3 separate regions of the Mus musculus genome follow, and all the other regions are linked to region 1. Evidence: chromatin contacts called from public Hi-C data. All regions are on one chromosome and are shown on one strand. Each heading gives the region's core, a stretch centred on a gene start, on an enhancer-like site or on the middle of the called end of the contact. The rest is flanking DNA. Distances are from core to core; before and after follow the strand shown. Region 1 overlaps Macrod2 (mono-ADP ribosylhydrolase 2). Region 2 overlaps Kif16b (kinesin family member 16B). Region 3 overlaps Macrod2 (mono-ADP ribosylhydrolase 2).

Region 1 (3,505 bases), core at 359-2,858:
CAACACCTACCATGTGTGCTTAATTCTTTTGGTCTCACAGGGTTATTAAGGCTGAGGCTGACAACTAGTTTGATGAAGTTCCTTTTTGTTTTGTTTCTTGTTTGTTTGTTTTTTTAAACTTGCAGTCTTGCAAACCCAGTTCTCAGAACTTATGCCTTCAAAGGTGTAAGTATGGGCACAATGTCCATACTTAATGCTTGCCTCAAACTTCCATTTTCCAGTTGTCTTCCCGGGAAATGGATGCATTAATCCCAAAGTCTTAGCTTGCTTCGTTTTATTCCTGGCTTATTCTTTGTAGGTTCACCATAATTTTTCCACTTCACACGTTAAGATTTTATTTAATGAATTACAACCAAGACATCATGACTATAATGCAAGTTACTTTCTGCCTTAAACACTAAGATATTGGTCACAAAATAAATTAAATCAGCATGTAGATATTTTTGCTATTATAAAGAAGTCCATTGAGGGGTTAATGTATAGGTGGATTAGCAGTCAAGAACATTTACTGTTCTTTCAGAGGACCCAAATTTGGTTTCCAGTATACCAGTATCCATAGATAGGTTGCTCACAACTGCCTGTAACTCCACCTCTAGGGGATCTAACATCCTTTTGTGGCCTGCACACATACATATGCACATGTGTGCACATGGGCATATGCACACACATGTATACACACATACATGTGTCCACACCAAAGTACATGCATACATACATATACATTTATAAAAATAAAATTTAAGAAAAAAAGACTTTTATTCCATTTTGTTCCTGTTTTCCTGTTCCTGGTGGGTGGACAGCCTGCAGAATGTTAGGGCAGAGGCATAGGAAATCCAAGTTTGCCTCTAGTTCCACATGTTAATGGCTGAAGTAACTAGTATTAGTTATGTAACCATCCTCCCCTTCAGGCCAATCTTCCATCTGAAAAAATTAGGGAAGAAATGAAACATTTCTTCATAAGGTTCAAACAATTCTTCTACACTGAATATGACTGAATTGATCATTCATCTTCAAGGAACAGATGTGACATTCATGCCTGAATCTGTTCGCCTGATCATTAAAGCATGACCTAAAAATTAGTCAAATCTGGCATTTTTTTTCTGGACACATCTTTTTTCTGTTTTCCAATCTTGGACACATAATTTTGCTCCCAAATGAGTCTGGTTTACGTCTTAAAGAGAGGGGCAATGGATTGGGCAAAGGGCAAGGACTAAACCAGACGATCAAAGCCACCTAACTCCCAGATGGCCTGATCTAAAAGGCTGCAAGTATTTCTTGCTTAAATTGCATGCCGAAAAGCAGGGGATATTTTAGGAATCTAGAAGAGGATACAGTGTTGAAGATGCTAATGCTTTCAGCACTGTCGAGAACAGCAGAGGTCAGACTTCTTTACTGAGCCAGGGAGTGACTTAAGAGAAGGCTGACTTCCTGCCCTCATCAGGGTCCATTTATAGCACCGTGGTTGCTATTGTCTGAACACCCTTCTTCTTCAAAGTGTTGGCAAATTGGACGAACTCTCATTATGCTTTAGACTGCAGTGAGCATGAATTATGCAGTCGACTTCAACACTTCCCAACAGCATGTGCAAAGTGAACCAGAAAGATAAAGAGAGCGGGCTTTCCTCCAGAATCGGTGGATTTGCTCAGCTTTGGAATTTTGCTGACAGTCTGTGAGGTTATCACTTCCTCCCACTTCAGAGCTGAGCCTCCCATTTGGGCTCTTTGATTGGACTGTGTTCAGACATCCTCGATTTTACTTGGTGCCTGAAGACTAAATTCACTGGTGACCTTTCCTTGTCAGGCAACATCATTTGAGTACTTTATCTGTCCTTAGTAGGGTGTCATCTTTATTGTTTGTGAAAATAAAACCTTTCTCTAAAATGAAGAGAGGTGAAATGTAAGGAATAGAGAGGCTTGGGTGGAACTTTAGAAAACACTGTGCCTACGGTTATTTTATGCTGAGTTATTTATCAGGAAAGCTTCATTAGATAAGCCGCACTATGTTGTAAGCCTTTGCTCTTTCTCTATAGCCACATGAGCCTGGGGAATTAAAATCAGAACAGAGCCCTCCACTGTTTTCACCACACTGCTGCATCACTGTTTGAATACTGTGTGGAATAAGAGGCAACTCTTTAGCTGGTCCCAACAGTGGCACATATATTTTTCCTGGCTCAGTGTTCTGTGCTGCTGGGGTGACTCAGCATCAAGTCAAGCTTCCTTTATTTCCAGAATCTATTTCTCTCTTACCATTGGAGACAAGATGGTCCTAATGAAATTATAAACATAGAAATTGTATTCTGAAGTATAGACAGTCAACCTACAAAGTGTCTATAGTGACATTTTTACATTTCTGTATGACTAATGCCTAATGGCCCAACCCCAGCCTCATAATGCACAGGGGTTTTTGTTTGGTTGGTTTGGTTTTTCTTTCTTCTGTTTTGGGGTGGTGTTTGTTTGTTTGTTTGTTTGGTTGGTTGGTTGGTTGGTTTATTTCTAGCTTTGCCTGTCTTGATGCGATTGCAAGAGATGTTGAGAGCCCACAGCTGAGATCCTGACCCCTTTTGGAGTCAGGAGCCTTCATAGAAGCATGTGATATGGAAATGAAACCCATGTGTGAACGCAGAGTTAATGACTATGAAAAAAGGACTATTTCCCACCACATTTCTAGCCAGCAGCTATGATTAGCAGCATATAAGCTTTCCAGATCCCCTAATGTCCTTTAACTATATCTAAGCAGAGAGATTCTAAAATATCACATTGTAGATGCATGTCAGAAAGGAAATTCCTAATGAAAGGTATCATGCATGCTACAGGGTTGTTGGAGTTCATTGCCATCTTTTCTAAGCATACATTTCTAAATATTTCAGGAAACAGCAACTTTTCTGATGTCTTTATTCACTGGGATGACTAAGGCAAGTGTTACTATAGCCCCGCTGCTTTAACAAATAGCTGTGTGGTAAGGCACATGTCAAATCAGTGTTGTATCTATGCTTTGATGGGAACTTCCTCCTTGACATAGACCAAAATCAGCTCTTGGAACTGTGAGCTATTTACTAATATAATAGAGACGTGTTGAACTTGGGCACAGACTCTTCACCCCCCCCCCCCACCACCATTCACATGAGTTTGGTTGGAGCGGTTGAATGAGTAACCGAAAACACAAAGAACATCACAGTTTTCCTGTCAGGTTTGGTGGCAACATAAATAATTTGATGAGAATATAAGATAATGTTTCTCATATGACAAAGTATGAGAACCAGATAAGAAGAATCAACAGCTGACCTTTCTTGTTGTTTGTTTTTGTTTGTATGTGTGTTATATTTATACAGATATAGATACATGTTCTACTGTACGGGGCTTCATTCTTCTACATGATAACCGCCAGCAGTGCCAGCACCATTTGTTGAAAATGCTGTATTGCAAAGCTTCTGTAAGGCAAAAAACACTGTCAATAAGACCAAAAGACCACCAACAAATTAGGAAAGGATTTTTCCCAATCCTAAATC
Region 2 (3,505 bases), core at 356-2,855, 940 kb after region 1:
CCCCACACTCACTGAAGGAGCTCACTCCTCTAGAGTAATGCCAGGAAAGCTCATCAACAAACAGTTCCTAAAGTTTATACATATTTATTTGCAACTTTTTGATATAATAAAGTTTAATGCATCCTGTGAAGGAAAGAGGGACTCGGGAACACACCAGACTGGTCATTTCTATGTAGGATGCTGAACTGGAAATCAGAGAATAATATTCTGACCTCAGCTTGAACACCCATTCCCTATGTAATCCTGAGAAGTTGCAGCAGAAACCCTGTGTGCAGGCTCTACACTCCCAGTGTCTCATGACAAGGTTGGATAAGATCAGCCCTAAGACTTCATCTACTTCGAATACTCTGTCATTAATTCAATGTGAAATGAGAGAAATGAGTAAGAAATTTCAATGCACTACTTAGACACTTCAAAAGAAATACTGATGGTTCAGATAATGAAACTAAACGAGAAAAGCGTCTTCAGAATATATGAGCAGAATTTAAATTAGCTCACTATTTTCTTTCAAGCAGTAATGAAGAAAAGGAAGTATTAACTAGGAAATTAAGGTCTGCTGTTCACACCCTTTCTATAGCTGGGCTCTTCTGTACCCCAACTGCTAAACTACACTCCCTCAGTTTCCCCAGCAGCCTCAGCTCCTAGGAGAACAGATGCTTTGAGCTCAAGCCCTGAGAAACCCTTTTCTACCCTGCTCAGGGCTCCAACCGACAAAGCGGCTTTACCACTATCCCTCCATTCTCACAGCAACCTAATGAGATGCTATGGGCCCCATTTCACAGATCTTGAAACTGAACGACATAGAGTCTACGTAAGTCACCCATGTCACACAGCCACCATCTAGCTGAGCGAGGTGACCTTCAGCATTATTTTCTGCCACCTTGCAGTGTACCTGTGCCTGCTGGCAGTGCCTTCTGCCTGCTGCCATGTAAATGACGAGAGAGTTAGGGAAAAAATCTTAACCTGAGCATTCTTCTAGAAGACTCTTGGCTCTCAATATATGAAGCCAAAAAGAGAGCTCTCTCTCTCTCTTTGAGCACATTCACTAATTCGGACAGCCTTAAACAAACAAGGAAGGTTACAGAACAAGGACACAAGGCAAGGGAAGTTTTAATTCTCTTAAGAACTCCTTAGAGCCAAAGATGAAGAAAGAATGGTGTAAACAGTCATTGCAAAAATGATTCTTATGAAGAGAAGCACATAAATAAAAAGGGAAGGGCATGAGGGAGGGAGGGAGCAAAGGAGGGAAGGATGAAAAGGAGGGAAGGAAGCAGGCCAGCTTTCTAAAAAGAGCCAATCAGAATGACCACCTATGACACACATTAAGAGCCACCACTTAAATGTAAAGCAACTTCAGACAAAGTATTTCAGAAGGATGTGAATGGAAACTCCAGAATATGAAGATGCGTTCCCATCTCTGTATCAGGTGTCAATGTGGCTTCAAGAAGGCACCAGCTAAATAACCCCTAATGCTAGAATCTCCACAATCTGTCTCCACAGACTCTATCTAGAAATCACTGGTGGCCTCTTCAATCCCCTTTAGCAGTACATCCTGTCCTTGCAGACAGCTTCACTGCCAAAGATCCTAGTTAAGAGCTATGGGATTTGTTTTCCCTAACTGCAGTGCCATCTAGTGGTAAAAACCAAACCACTCCCAACAGCACATCTACTCCAACTATTCTCAAGATAATGAATACTGTAAAACAAGAATGTGGGTTGCTCTTAAAACACAATGGCTTTGCCCATAGTTGGGACTGCCACTTGTTAACTCGACAAGCCTCCCTATACAATATGCAAAATATGATAAGATTAGCTTCCCGAGAAAAGACACATTTGGTTGTTGCTGCTTTTGCTCTGATATTGTTTACTTTAAAAAAATGTATTTTACTTACTAACAGCAGACTGTTACTTTGTGATTCTGAAGACATTCAGAGAATTCTTGTTAAATCTAACAAAAAAAAATTACTCTGGCTTAATATAATAAAAAATACAAGTCATTTGTTCTAAATCAACTTTCAAAAACTCTGAAGAATAATTTAAATGCAAGTGAAACTCATTATATAATAGCTACTAGTTTCAGTATATCTTGTCTAGTCTACATGTTAAAATTATGCTCTGAAACATGTGAGTTGGCCATGTTCTCTTTGTTTTTATAAACAAGATCTCTGTGACTACCTTCAGCACCTCAACTTTGGAGTTATTCAAACCACAGACAGCATTATCACAGCCTGAAGAAGACAGGAGGAAGACCAACACTCCCTAACAAGCAGGTCTGAACTGAAATCAGGTTAGAGCGTGAAAAGCTTTCTTTGAAAGTGTATAAGGCTCCTGACCTGGTGCTGAAGCACATTGAGTGTACCTCTGATCCTGCGCCGTATGAATAAGGATGCACTATCTAAGTAACAATAATAAATAATGATGATAAAGTAGTGTAAATCATTTCATCAAGAGGATGCAATTGATGGATAAGGATATTAAAGAACATTCTGGATAAGTGAGCTGTGGTTGACAGAGTAGGCGAGACCTTTGCCTGGATTGTAGGAGATGCATGTCTAAAATGAGGAAGAATTCTAAGTAATTAAAACAGACCTGGAGTTTCCTACTACAGTCATGGTCATTACTCTCCCATTTAACAAAAATAACCTCTGCCTGGCTAAAAGTAACAGCCATGGCTTGGAGGCAATGGCTTACAAAACAAAAGTAGGGAAAGGGATAGGCCAAAAAATTGAGCAGTCTAACTCAACAGGGCGAGAGAATGGAATGAAGCAAAGGGAAGACCCAAAGACCCACATCTGGAACACTGCCCAGTATGCCCAGGCAGTCCTTAAAGGCCATGTGACCATGTGAAATGAGCTGGTGGCTGGATGAGTGGCGTTCTCTGGGACAATAGAATAGTTTACAGGGTAAAGCAAACATGAGAAAGGCACAGGACCCTTCAGTGATCAGTGACTGGGGAGATTAAATATTAGGACAGCTCACTTGATAAGGTCTGAGGGAATCATTTAAGAAACATGATAATTAAAACTGGAATGGAGAGGTTTTTACATGCCATGAAGAAATTCAACACAGAATCATAATATGATACAGCCCCACGGTCACTAGATAGACTGACACTAAAGCTGAGTTAACATTGCTGGAGCTACTGGACCTCCTGGCAGGTAACACTGGAGATGGTATGAATATCCTGGCGGTTATGTCCAGTGTCTGCTAAAGCTGAACACGCATCTACTCTATAACCCAGCATCTACTTATAAAATATTCCTTTCAAACAGATGTGTATATATTCATTAGAAGATACCAATCACAAGGCTCAGAGCAGAGCTTTTTTTCTTATAGCTCCAACAAGGAGCAACCAAATGCAAAAAGAATGAATGAGTTCATTGTGGTAGGCCCACCTTACATAACATTATACAGCTATAACACAACCAGGTATGAGGCAAGTTGGTTCAGTCCCTAAAAACTAATTGTACAGCAACTGAGGTAGCTCACAAACATAATACAAGCA
Region 3 (3,505 bases), core at 379-2,878, 650 kb before region 1:
GGAACATGATATGTAGTTAACAGTTTGTGTCCCATCTGGTTTAGTTTCTGTCACTGGCCAAAACTTAATCAGCTTTCTTTCTGGATGGATACCTTGGGCAGCTGAAAACTGTAATTGAATAATTTATTTTTATTTAGTGGCAATGTCTCATATTTTCAACAATTAATGGCTTTTCTCATGTACGAGATGTTTTTGAATGAAAATACTTCAATCATAATTTTTCTTCATATTTTTGCTTCAGCTCCAAATCAGTCTCCCTTTGTAGCTAAAATAAGAAACGCTGTTGTGCTTCCAGCTCCCCACTCAGTGGAAACATGTGGGGGATTTGTTGTTATTACTGATCTCGGTTGGAGTATTTCACTCCTGACCTAGACTTGAAGATTCTATTAAGCCATCGTAGGGCACACCGCCCACATAGTCTGTGTCAGAGAGTTTCCCCCAGAATCTCTAGTGTGTGGTGCTAACATGCATTTAAGCTTATTTAGACTAATGTTTTCAAAATGCAAACCACTGGATAGAATTACACACTGTGGTGGCCAAAGAAAATGATCTCACTGTGAGAGGGGTGGATAAAAATCTGTATGAAAGAGCTGAGGATATGGGAAATAAAGTGTGTACCCGCAATGAGCCTTTGCACACCCTGCCGCATGCACTGTGATCCCCAGACCATGAAAAAGCAACCGCAGACCCATCCTCACATTGCAGTTTTGAGAGATTTCATATAGATGATTTGCAGTATTATTTCATAGCAATTTACCTAAAAAGAAAAATAAGAGGGTTTGCATTTGCCTAAATCCAGATAATATTTGAATTTAAAGTGTATAGTTTCTCTTTAATTTTTGTTGAATAAACTTATGGATGTATTCAAAAATTAGTTCTGATATATACCATATTCTTTGTTGTATTTGTTAGGTTTGAACACTCAGAAGAAAAAAAAAAGAATTCTAAAATTCTTTTAAAAAATCATTTCATGCAATAAAAGCAATATGATAGATAGACATGCTAGATTATGACTTAAACACTATATTTTCCCCTACTTCTAACCACCCCATATGACATTTTAAAAACAAAGCTCTCTCTGTGCTTTCTTTAAAGTCAAGAAGAAAAAAAAGAGAGAGAGAGAGAGGCTGTATACTATTACGTGGACCTCCAGCATATAAATATATGTGTTCATAAGAAATTTGTAAAATTAGCTCCAGAAAAGCTTAACAATAATGTAGACCTGAAAGTAGGCATGGCCTTTTAAGCAAAGTGCATGTGCAGAAACTTAAAACATGTTAGGAAAATCAACAGACTCTGAGGACATTTCTAGTTTCTTCAAAGGAGTGCCGCCAGTTGAAGGAAGCATCCAGTACCAAAATGGGGACCCCCAAATAAGAGCAATGTGGGAGAAAGTTCAAGGCACTGAAAACATTTGGGGCAGATGATTTGAATGTCTTCCCGAGCCTCTGAGAAGCCTTAAGCTGCACCTCAGCCCTTTATCTTTGACAAATACCACACCGTGTTTCTGCTTGTTATTTTGTGGTCCTGGCGCTCTTGTCAGCTTGTTAAATGGAACTCTGGCTTCAGTCGGGAGATGATAATGTGGTAATCTCTGCGCTCGGCTTGCCTCAGCATCCAGAGGAGCGGCTGTGCCCGACTGTGTGAGGCTGCCCAGTGCCACGCGTAACTGCTGGCAGCTGGGCTGATGGAGAACAGTCTGCACCAACAGATTGAAAATGTTCTTTTCAGATCTTTAGATTGGAACTCGAGCTTTACTTTTCAAAGTCTTGTGTCCACAGCACAGTTCACAAAATAAACTACGAAACCAATTGCTTCAGGAGCCTCCAAGCCGTGACATTAAGGTGGCTGAGAGTCATCACTCTTGATGAAATGCGAAGGAGCAGTCTCAGAATCGCTGTCCATCAGAGGGAGGTTGGGCAAAGCCCCTGGGGTGTGTGACAGCCTGCAGACAGATGGTACATAAGTTTTATGTATACGCACTTATTTGAGGAGGGAGGGGGTGGTATTTAAGAATTCGTAAGTTCTTTCAAATTCATCAGGAGGAACAGGATATGCTTTTTAGCAGAATTGTTTATTTCCATGGAGAAGTTCTGAGTATAAAAATGTAAGATGCAGTGTTTTCTCTGATGCTAATCCTTATCCTGAAGTGCATGAAAAAAGTGAAGAAAAGCAATTGAAAGTAGTCTCATGAAGTGTATAGCTTTTCTTCCCAAAGAGCAGAATTCCAGATCTCTTGCTACCCGGGAGCTCAACCTAGCAGTCAGAATATTCCAATGACCACAGCCAAAGGATGCTAGATGCTGATCAAGTTGAAGGTTTTGTTGGACCCTAAAGTTCAAACTCTTTTGGGCCCTGCGGGTGAGTAGGAATGAGTCCAAAAAGACAAGAAATTCAGTTTGTGAAGGTGAGTTGGGAAGATGTGATTATCTGTATAACCTAAGTTGCTCTGAATTCTGCCCCCTCTTATTACTCATTTGTGAATCAGAGAAGATCTCTTCATCTTGTGGTCCCTGGAAACATCTCAGGGCTGAACTGTTCTCAGGCATGCAACTTTGAAACTGATTAAAAGTAGGCAAATGAATAGGCAAACGGGCAGATGATATACTTGCATAAAACAAAAATACTAAAATGCTGGTTGTCAATTGAGGAGGTGGGGGACATGTGTTGTTTGCTTTGATTCTTTGAGCCTGTGTGTAATAAAACATCAGGGTATAGAAGAGGACAATTAGATGGTCAAACCCTCTGTATTCATCAACATCTCTTTTTCCATTCTGAAGGCAGGAACATGACCATACTGAATGGAACAGCATCCTTTTCACAAACTACTGGAATCCTATCTAAGATTTAGGGATTTTTGTTTCTAAGGAAGAAAATATATATTGGGGGAAGGTGAGGGTATCTTGGTGAGTCTCCCAAATTCGATTATTTCATATCACATCCAAGGTTCTCAAAAGTAAGTGGTGGCAGTGCTCTAAGGAAAGGAAAGGGATGATGGCTGCATACATTTCTGTGATGGAGGACTCTGATGTAAGAGGGCCATAATCCTTTCATGTGTTACCCAGTGTGTTTATTTCTTCCATCATAGCCCAGCTGGTTTTGTTTTTTAGTGAGATCTTGACCCCACCCTCCATTGTGTATCTTTGATTCTCTCCAGAACCCCTCCTTATGGAGCCTGAGGTTAGCTTTTGTATGACATGGGGGTCTGTATTCTTCCATGTATTTAAGCACAAAATGTTTCCTTATGGCAGAATTTTGTTATAAGTCTTCAACACTGTTAACTCTTTGAACCACTGCTGTCTGTAGGCAGCTGATTGCTCCATTGTGTGAATTTGGGAAGGAGCCCTGTTGTTTGTGGTTCCTTGTCAGTGGCTCCTTGGTGGGCATGTCTTATGAAGCAATGCAGAGTTCTGTATGACAGAGCAGGCAACAAAGGGTTTTAATTTTGTCCAGGGAACTCCCTCCACTTTTCTTGTGGGACAGCAAGACCAGGTCACCTAAGGGA

Evidence for each region. Hi-C and Micro-C count contacts between places; a contact is called where the count stands out from the background.
Region 2: a contact with region 1 is called in a Hi-C map of cortical neurons, with 2.8 times the contacts expected there. The contact joins two enhancer-like sites.
Region 3: a Hi-C map of cortical neurons shows a contact between it and region 1, with 2.5 times the contacts expected there. The contact joins two enhancer-like sites. A contact is called at or near these places in 1 of 39 promoter capture datasets (second pharyngeal arch cranial neural crest) and 2 of 484 Hi-C or Micro-C datasets (cortical neurons and cranial neural crest).

What each region holds. Positions count from the first base shown.
Region 1 is chr2:141,875,048-141,878,552 of GRCm38.p6, forward strand. The region is part of intron 8 of Macrod2 (mono-ADP ribosylhydrolase 2); the gene reads left to right. Among named protein-coding and RNA genes, the nearest start is that of Gm25583, 240 kb to the left of the region's middle. Within about 2 kb of position 1,609, at least 24 of the 459 cell types and tissues checked have an H3K27ac peak or open chromatin away from gene starts, as enhancers often do. A contact at or near this core is called in cortical neurons, where this site is marked.
Region 2 is chr2:142,811,611-142,815,115 of GRCm38.p6, forward strand. The region is part of intron 12 of Kif16b (kinesin family member 16B); the gene reads right to left. Among named protein-coding and RNA genes, the nearest start is that of Kif16b, 88 kb to the right of the region's middle. Within about 2 kb of position 1,606, at least 12 of the 459 cell types and tissues checked have an H3K27ac peak or open chromatin away from gene starts, as enhancers often do. A contact at or near this core is called in cortical neurons, where this site is marked.
Region 3 is chr2:141,229,558-141,233,062 of GRCm38.p6, forward strand. All of the region lies in intron 5 of Macrod2 (mono-ADP ribosylhydrolase 2), which reads left to right. Among named protein-coding and RNA genes, the nearest start is that of Gm25583, 410 kb to the right of the region's middle. Within about 2 kb of position 1,629, at least 30 of the 459 cell types and tissues checked have an H3K27ac peak or open chromatin away from gene starts, as enhancers often do. A contact at or near this core is called in cortical neurons, where this site is marked.